Linked DNA regions of Zea mays: region 1 is linked to region 2. Evidence: chromatin contacts called from public Hi-C data. All regions are on one chromosome and are shown on one strand. Each heading gives the region's core, a stretch centred on a gene start, on an enhancer-like site or on the middle of the called end of the contact. The rest is flanking DNA. Distances are from core to core; before and after follow the strand shown.

The links. Hi-C and Micro-C count contacts between places; a contact is called where the count stands out from the background.
Region 1: a Hi-C map of leaf shows a contact between it and region 2, with 2.7 times the contacts expected there. The contact joins the promoter of LOC100281837 here to the promoter of LOC100382223 in region 2. A contact is called at or near these places in 2 of 25 Hi-C or Micro-C datasets (endosperm and leaf).

Annotation. Positions count from the first base shown.
Region 1 is chr9:112,883,111-112,888,147 of Zm-B73-REFERENCE-NAM-5.0, reverse strand. It overlaps LOC100281837, which reads right to left and starts at 2,865. Exons shown (of 3, transcript NM_001368108.1): 1 at 2,068-2,865; 2 at 1,823-1,960; 3 at 1,045-1,718. The coding sequence starts at 2,703. The coding sequence ends at 1,398.
Region 2 is chr9:112,740,882-112,745,243 of Zm-B73-REFERENCE-NAM-5.0, reverse strand. LOC100382223 reads right to left here and starts at 2,739. Exons shown (of 1, transcript NM_001174979.1): 1 at 987-2,739. The coding sequence starts at 2,618. The coding sequence ends at 1,461.

The sequences.
Region 1 (5,037 bases), core at 1,616-4,115, 140 kb before region 2:
TCAGGCCTTTGCAGCTGTGTGCTGATGGGGGTTACCAGCTGAGGTTAGGAGTCTTGAGGGTACCCCTAATTATGGTCCCGACAACACCTAACATATATCAAATCAGTGTGTACAAATTAGAAAGAAGAGGGAGAATACATTGCTCCACAAGATCTATAGATCAAAAGATATGGAAAAATAGGGAGAGAGAAACATGGAGAGGAAATGAAAAAAATAAATTGATCATTGGTCATGAAATTGTCTGTACGATTTTGAAGGAAGCTCGGGGCTATGGCTTATAGTGTCGAGGTTGTTGCTATGGCTTATGGTGTCGAGCTACTATCACGTCAATATCAGAGTGACGTCCACGCGAACTATTGTGTACTCCCTCGATGTTATATGGGCTATAACACTAAAGTATGTTACCTCAACATTATGGTCCACGACACCGAACAACACGTCAAAATAGATCTATAGTTACTAAGAGCATCTCCGAGTGTCTTTCTAGATTTTACTCTCTAAATTATTATTTAGAGAGTCATTTGCATAAAAACCATGTTCTATATATTTTAAATCTCCAATATCTTTTCTATATCTTATTTGTACTCTAGAGAGCCATTCTCGTATTCTATCTTCAGCTAACGTGAAAACCGGAATAGAAGATGCTATATTTGGATAACCATTTTAAATAAGTAGTTGGAGGTTATTTTTTATAAAAATATTAATTTATATCAATTAGAAAAAATTAGAGAGCCTTTTGCGGTTGCTCTAAGGGTGTAAATATGAATTTTTGAGAAAAATGTTAAATTAAAAAAACTAGTGATCTCTGGCTCCAAAAATATATTTACAACCACCGAGGACGTAAACGTGAATATTAGGAAAAATGAGGCTAAATAAAAAAATCGACATAGATCATATATAGTACTACTGTGCTAATATGGCTTTTCATAGTAGGGATTTTATTTAAGTTTCTTCTTTGTTGAATACCCCACGATATAAGTAAATACGACGACATGATAAAAATTTAGTAAGAAGAAACACAGGTTTTCATGAGAGGTGGGAGGATTTTTTTTTTCTGCATATAACTTCAGATACACGATTTTAAATTTTTTTAAAAAAACTGATGTGTATTTTTGAAAACAGTGCAATAAAATCCCGCACTCAGAATAGCAAGTTTAAGACAACTTGTGCGCGGTATAGATTGGTGATCCATTAGCAGCGGCTACTGCAGTTTCTTACTAGTAGTACAAATTATACATCACTAGTTTACGCAAGAGCTTGCTCAAAAAGAGAGTACATGGGATTACTACTCCTCCCTATACATCGATCGATACAAGTACAAGGCGCGCGCGCAGCGGCGTGCCATGCCGGTTCAAGCGCGCGGCCGGCCATGTGCGCGCGTGTTGGGCCCGGGCACATCAAAAGCTCGGTACGACGCCGTAGCCGAAGTCGAGCACATATGACATCGGCACGGCGGCCTCGGCCTCGGCCTCAGCGTCGTCGGCGTCGGCGTCCCCGTCGTGGTCAGCACGCTTGGCAAACCGGCCCTTGATTCGCGGCCGCGTCTCGGCGTAGGCCTTCCGGGACGCGTACCGGATGGTCTTCTCGAAGCGCCTGTTCTTCCTTTTCTCACGGTACCGCATCAGGCGCGCCTCCCTGCTCTCCCCCATCAGCGGCACCGGCCTCACCGCAGCCAAGTCTCCCCGCTCCGGCACCACCTCCACGTCCGCGGATGGCACCTGCATACGGAACCGATCGAGTCCGCAACGATACGTCAGGACGAGCACATGGAGTGTCTAACGGATGTGCGTCCCGAAAGTTGGGAGCTTGGTTGGGGTCCTACGCTGTGGCTCTGGGGAGTCCCGGTGTATGGCATGTAGGCCTGAGGCTTGGGCCTTGTGAAGTCGAGCTCAAAGCTCCCGCCGCCGCTGCCGCTGCCGCCGAAGGCCTCTGGCACCACGCCAACCTCCGACGAGGAGCCCTGCAAGATCCATCGGGACGGTGTCCACAGCTCCACACATGAGTTTCAATTCCAAGATGATATATGCATCTAAAGGCAAGGCAAGGCAAGAGAAGGGCGAAGCTTACGCTATGAGCGAGGGAGGTGGCCGTGTAGGAGCTGTAGGAGGAGTGCTTAACGCCGATGCCGCACGTGAAGTCCAGCTCGACGGCAGCGCCGGCGCCGTTGGGGACGACGCTGTCAGCGTGCTGGAAGCGCGGGATCTCGACGCTGAGGTAGGGATCCAGTTCAGAGAAGAGGTAGTCCAGCTTCATGTCCTTGGCCTCCACGTTGAGGTTCAGCGCGTGCGCGTGCGCGTGCGCGTGCTCGGCCGCCGCGTGCTGCTCGTCGGCCTCGGAAGCGGCCGCCTCGCCGGTCCCGAACAGCATGGCCTCCACGGCCGCGGCGGCGGCCTCGGAGCCGATGGGGGCGACGGGGACCCGCGCGTGGCGCCGGGCCAGCGGGTTGGCGTCGTGGATGTCGGAGTCGCAGGCGGCGCAGAGCACGGCGGCGTCGGCCTTGCACGTGACGGCGGCGGGGGCCAGCTCGCAGACCTCGCACATCCACACGCGCTCGTGGCCCAGGCGCGCGTGCGCGGGCCGGGCGTCGCACGTCGTGCAGAGGAAGGATCCACCAACGCACGTGCGGCAGTGCACCGCCGCCGGGGCCCCCTCGCAGCTGCCGCACCGCCGGCCCCCCACGCCCCAGTACTTGTGCAGCTCCATCGAACGTGGTCACCAAGCAGCAGGTGTGCGCGCCCGCCTTCTCCTGGCTGGACGCGGCTAAGAGGAGGCTCAGCTGGACGCGGCAATGGTGAAGCGGTTCTTGTGGTGGTGGGGGAGGGAAGGCAGAGTGGCTGGCGTAGTAGTGGAGGGAGGCAGCGCAGCGCATAGCATGGTGGTGATGCGCTACATGTAGTAGTAGGTGGGGGACGGTGACGTGGCGGGGGCGGAACACGTGGGGGGCTGGGAACCAAGCGAAATCTGATTAAATATTATTTTTTTTGAGGATTTCGGCGTGGGGCGCCGGGCCCGCGGGTCATGTGATGGAGGTGGGTCCCGCGCACGAGGGGGAAGATATCTCGTATCTGCGTCGCGTCGCGTCAGGAGTGCTGGGCTTGGGCGGGCCGTGTTGGCCTTCCGCGGGGACAGAGGAAGAGGATAATCACAAAAAAAAATGTAGGGGGGATAATCCCTGACGGTGATGCTGGATTAGACGCCGCGGATAAACGGAGGCCACACTCCACTGCAGTCTGCAGCGTCACATTTCGTGTTAGCACAAGCCGCGTTCAGGCCACTATACGTGAGTGAAGCTGCACTGTCTCTATCCTTTGCAGTCTATGGTTCCAGCCCTTTTTTATTTCTACAGCAAGACCAACGACAGTCGACAGTTAAGATAATCCACCATCATAGCAAGAGGACTCTCGTTGAACCACGTGCTACGTCTAGTGCTCCTATCAGGTGTAAAGTTTCGATGCTCACTGAAAAGCAATACAGTGGTTAAATTTTAATCGACGGGTTATCAGAAGTTCTGTGTTTATTACCGGACATGTCTAGTACAGTAGTGTGCAGCTTTTGCAAACAACTAGTTTTGGATAGGCATATAAATAGTACTCCAATCAGTCATTTGAAGTGGGTGAGAGCTAAGAAACATATAAAAAGAATTGGTTATCCATTCTAGTGCTCTCCACTTGTATAATGTTTAGCGCTACATATAGTGATTAGTGTAGATGTTTTCTCAAGTGATTAGGCTAGGTAGACCATCGTTTATGTGTTTGCTCTAGATTTAAGTCTAGTGTTTAGTGAGGTTTATATACCTCTTACCACTCAGTGCTTGTGTGCATCATTATTATACTTAGAGGGGTTTGTAGTCTTCAGAGACTACATGAACCATGTTTGCGGTGTGGCCACCACTGTATATCAGAGTAATGAGGACCATAGTGGTTTGGTCGGTAGCTCGATAGTGAAGATGACAGAGAGTGATCCAAGAGGGTGAAAGCTCCATGTGTGGTTCTGACAACTGAGACAATCGGTGGACTAACTTTTACTCTAGTATTGTATATGAGATAGGTTAAGTTCACACCCAGGTTTTGAACAAGATTGGCAACCATGAAAAGGACGATGAAGGCCAAAAGGGATGATCAACTGCTCAATATTGAAAAGAGGAAGAAGAAAAACAAAATGCAAGATCTTAAGCCAAAGGTATAAGCTAAAGAATTTTGTTTCACCAATCAAGACACAACACAGTGTGTTATCAGATTTAGGATAGATGACCACATTATTCACCGAGGAGTCTAATTTAGGCAACCCAGTCATCTAGTGTTAGAATGCATGAGAAGAGATGAGAAAGTGCACTCGGTGTAGTTTTTTATAAGGCGCCAGACATGTTTAGTGATGCACCAAACATTGTACCAGATACATGTAACGATCACACACACAGTGCACAGTTTTGCAGCCAACCATCGTGGTGTCTAGTATGCACTGAATATGGTGCACCAGATGTTTACGGTGAGGCAACAGATGGCCCATCGGACATGACACTTAGAGAGCATGTTAAATGCGTTATTCAGCTATATAGTATAGCAGACATGGTGCTTAGATAAAATGTAAAATGAACTTTTAGGCCTAGCACACACTAGACATATTTATTGAAAGCGCCAGATACCTAACAAGTGTAATGAATAGTTTATAGTCATTGGAAAGGCACTAGACATGTACGGTGCAGGGATCAGTGGTGCATCAGACATGTTTGGTGCCCTTGATTTCTATCCATCAAGAGGTAATACCGCAATAGTTGTATAAATAGACCCCTTGGCTGGCCTTGGTTGGCATCCGTTCACTCCTTACATTTGAGAACACCTCTTGTAGCTAGAGAAACACACTTCACCCACTTGCATCTTTTAGTTCGTCTTTTGAGTGAGATTGGAGAGCTCCTAGTGCATCACATATAGTTGTAGCATCTCGTAGCACTAGTTGATTGGATTGGGCTAGTTCTACTCTTGTTACTCATGGTAATTGTCATCACCTAGACGACTCAAAATTCATGGGATTGTTGAGAGG
Region 2 (4,362 bases), core at 1,490-3,989:
CTTGTCTTGACCCAAGAAACTCGTTCTCTAAGTTTGATGTGGATGAGCTTATATATATATATAATGATTCTTCTTTTGACGATGACAAAACTATAAAAGATCATCAAAGAACTTTATTATTCATGTGCGAAGACTTGAAGAGTTTAAACCTTGTCATGATTTTGCGAGTCTATCAAAGACAATTATTCAACTTGAGGGGCATATTGGTATATCGACTTATTGAGTTAACACTGCGGTTACCGGTGGCGACTGCAAGAGTTGAAAGGGACTTCTCTGCTATGAATACTATCAAGACTGAGTTACGCAATAAGATGTCTCATGGTTGGTTAAATGACTTGACGGCGTGCTATATTGAAAGAAAAAATTTTAAAGGACTCGATCTTCAGAAATTTAAGAAGGTATTTCAAAATAAGAAACTAGGTCCTAGAACTCAACTCAACTAGAGGTTTATTCTTATTTCACTTGTTCAACAATTTTTACTTCAATTTGACGTTGTTAACTCATTTTTTTTTCTTTTTTTCAGATTTCATTCAATATGGCATTTTGTTGTAAATGGATTATGATCACGATGACTCTTGAATAAGATATTTTGCACATCTATCACTTATTTGTAGTTGCGAGTTGCTTTAAATTGTGTCATGAAATTTTGTTTGTCGTTACGTTAGCAACACCTAAATTTTTCGACGCTGCTTTGTAGGTAGAACTGAGCTTAAAAGAGTTAATATCACAAAGAAATAAACAATTAAAGAATCTGTGAGATTAAAAGTCTAGAATCCTATTTTTTCAAATGATTTTTATTTTCCTAAGAAAATTTTGTTTAATTTATTTTCACTTAGAAAAATAAAAATCACCAGAGAAAATAAAATTCTCAAACTAGTCCATAAGGATCGTAGCAGAAGGAATCCTCTCCAAAGTACACTGAACATAAGGTAGGAACATTGGCCTCAGCTCTACGATTTTAGATGTACGGTTCGATCCGGATGTTTGTGCATTGCGACGAACGCAAATAAAGTCTTTACCAAAATCCAATATACACAGGTAAAAAAAAGCCTGAAAAGAAAAATAAGTTCTACTGCTTGCACACTTCCTCGGCCCCACATGGAAGAAAAGATTTTTCAGCCTTTCTCTAGTGCCATCAATGCTCGCTCACGGTTCACACACTCGTCCACCAGACCACCACGTTGCGACTTGCGAGCCTGTGCAGCTGCGTTTGCGCATCTGGTTTCTTCTGGGTCATCTATATACTTCTCTCCTAGCAGGAACAGGAACAGCAAGCCACTCGCTCCTGCCGGCGAGACGATGGAGCGGGAGCCGTCGCGTTCCACTGACATGTGGGCTAGGTATGCGCTTCGCCGGCGACGTGATGCGGCACGGGGCTGGTGGACCCCTGTGGGTGCGCCGACTGGTACCGAACCATCGGTTTGCGGACGTTCTACCCGAAGGCGGGGTCCGGCGGCGCCTCAAGCGTATAGGACCTGCGCGTTGCAGGGCGCCATCCCGGCGAACTCGGCGGAGCCCTTGACCACCTCCCACTCCACCACTTCGTCCTCGACGCCGGGTACCGCGGCGGCGGCGGATGCGGCGGCAGAAACCGTGCCCACGGCGACGTCGAGCCCGGCGCCGACGACGTATATCCTCCGCCTCCCGCCAGCGACCTCCCCGAGCTCGCCAGCGACCACGTGCGGCCGGCGCACCTCGGGGGGCACCCCGGTGCCGGCCACCATCCGCCACTCGTCCCGGGCCTCGTCGTACCGCTTCAGCCGCCACTCCCCGTACTCCGCCACGATATACATCCGGCCGCCGGCGACGGCGCAGGAGCCCGTCCACCCCTCCCGCATCCCGCGCGCCATCTCGCACCACGAGTCCGCGGCGGCGTCGTACACGGCGCCGCGCGGCGCGCGCTCGAACGGCCACGCCCAACCCTCCGTCACGTACAGCTTCCCGCCCGCCGCCGCCGCGTCGTACCGCGCCACGGCGGCGCCGCGGCGCGGCGCGGCCGGCGACCACCGCCCGGCCTCCGGGTCGAAGACCTCCGCCTCGCCGTCCTCCCCGGCCACCACCACCCGCCCTCCCACCTCCCCGGCCGCCATGTACCCGCGGGGCGTCCGCATCGCCGCCGCCTCCTCCCACCCGTTCCGCGCGGCGCTGTACACCGCCACGCTCGTCACGGCCTTGTCGCCGCCCTCCTCGACGCCCCCAATCACGTAGATCTGGCCGCGGCGGGGGAGCCCCACCACCGCGAACGACCCGGCCGCGGCGCCGCCGGGCACCGGCGGGAGCAGGAGCCACTTCCTCGAGAAACGGTCGAGCGCCTGGCACTGGAGGCGCCGCGACATGGGGTCAAAGGCGAGGGCGAAGAGGAAGGGCACCGACCCCGTGGCCGCGGTCCCCGCCCCCGCCGCGTGAGGGAACAGCAGTGGCTTGGCCAGGGCGTCCGTGAGGAAGCGGTTCCAGGTGGAGGAGACGGTGCGGAAGAGGCGGTGGTAGAGGAAGGGCAGGTGGAGGAGGCACTTCTCGGCCACCTCCTCCGGCAGGCCCGGGATGAGCTCCATGACCTCCTCCCCCTCCCCGTCACCGGCGTCCAGCACCTGCTGCTTGCTCATGGACGAGAAGCTCATGGTGGCCGGGCCGAGCGGCGCGATTCTTCGGTCGAATTTGATGCGATTCGCTTCACCCCGCTGTGGGTGTGGGGGAGCTCTGTGGTTCGGCTTGGTGATGAGGAATGGAACCTGAAGCGGGGTGGGCACGAATTTATAGAGGTGAGTGGACTCTGGGCAAGTGCCAAGTCGTGCGGCTTTTCTCAGCTGGCGTCCTCCACTCCTCCCCTCCTGCCAAGGGCAACTACAGCTACAGCCCTTTCCAACCCACAGTCGTTCTTCTGTCTTCTCCCGAATGAGAGCCCATGGTGGCAGGCTGGCAGCGCCGGAGCCCGTTCTTCATCGTCCCGAACTTGGCACGCAGCAATAAGGCTTCGCCTCTCCATGGAATGCCTACAGCGTTTTCTACTTTAAACTACACTACGTAAATAAGACCTCAATTTCCATCGCCGACGGTGTCACCATGGTGGCCATATCGTCCCCAGGATGTGGCGTCCCCGTGTTCGGTTGCCTTGAAGGTTCCAAGTCGGAAACGGTTCCAGACCAGAAAACAGTGAACCACTCAATCCAGTCCAGAATTTGACACCACAAAAGTGCCATTGATCCGCCCCTCATCGTGTTGCAATGGTGCTGGATGTTGGATGCTTTGACCAACAAAAGTGGGCGGTGCACGATCGGAAAGAATGGTCTTTGTGCTTGTGCATCCATGCAGGAGTACTACTGCACAGGGTGAATGTGGCCAGGAACAGCCACAGGAACTTGAGGAAAGAATGGTCTTTGTGGCAATTATTTTGAAACGAAGGCGAAGTAATACCCCTCACTGCAACCGGGAATCGGTTCGGGCTCGTCGTGCTTTGGTTCAAGTGTTACAACATGCCACGGCCGCGTGGCCGGATTTCGAAACGATTGCCGTGAAGCTCGGTCCATCCGGTTCTTGTTGGATTGGATCTGGCCAGCGGCCGGCTCCGGTGATTCTTCGAGCTTGTTTGGCCGTACGCGTACGAGTTTTCCGCCACCCAGGCACGGACCCAAGGACGCGGCAGCTACTGCGCTGCCCGCGATCACGACGAGTCGACGACCGACGCGACGGCAGCAACTTGGCTCCTGGCCCGAGGAGGCCAGGACAGGAGGAGGAGGGCCGCTTGTGGGCCCGGCGAGAGGTGCATGTACTAGTACTGTACAGCCGTGATGGACAGCAGTCCAGTGGGCCTGGTGGGCGCGGACGGGCGTGTCCGCAAAGGAAAGGAAAGCTAGTACGTAGCTACGAGAATGTGCGGCGTGCGTGGGGCCCATTTGTCCTGGCCGAGAAGTTTCCAATTTATTTCCTCTCATCACTCCCATATATGCCATTTTCTGGTTTTTTTTAATTTCTCTCTAATAACTTTTATAGTTTCGTAGAAGTATGTCTATTTTTATTTATTTATTTATTTATTTATTTACACACTGACACTGCTACACGCTGCCGTGCTCTGTCTCCGTGGGTTTCGGATGAAAGAGGAGAGATGGCGCTGCGTCGGTGCGTGTGCGTGAGAGTTTGGGCTCTGCACGCGCAGGCCGTCCGAGGCACCGACCTCTCCGGTACCGATGCGCTCTCGACACGAGCCTGGAGACTCGTGCTGCTCGTTTTCCCTGTGTCGGTGCGGACCGTACTGCGACCACCGTCTTTTCCTCCGACAACAGCCACCCGAGATTAGTCTCCAACAAACCTGATATCGAAATGGATGGAAACCTTGTGCATTTTTTTTTTGTAACGATTCCATCTTTG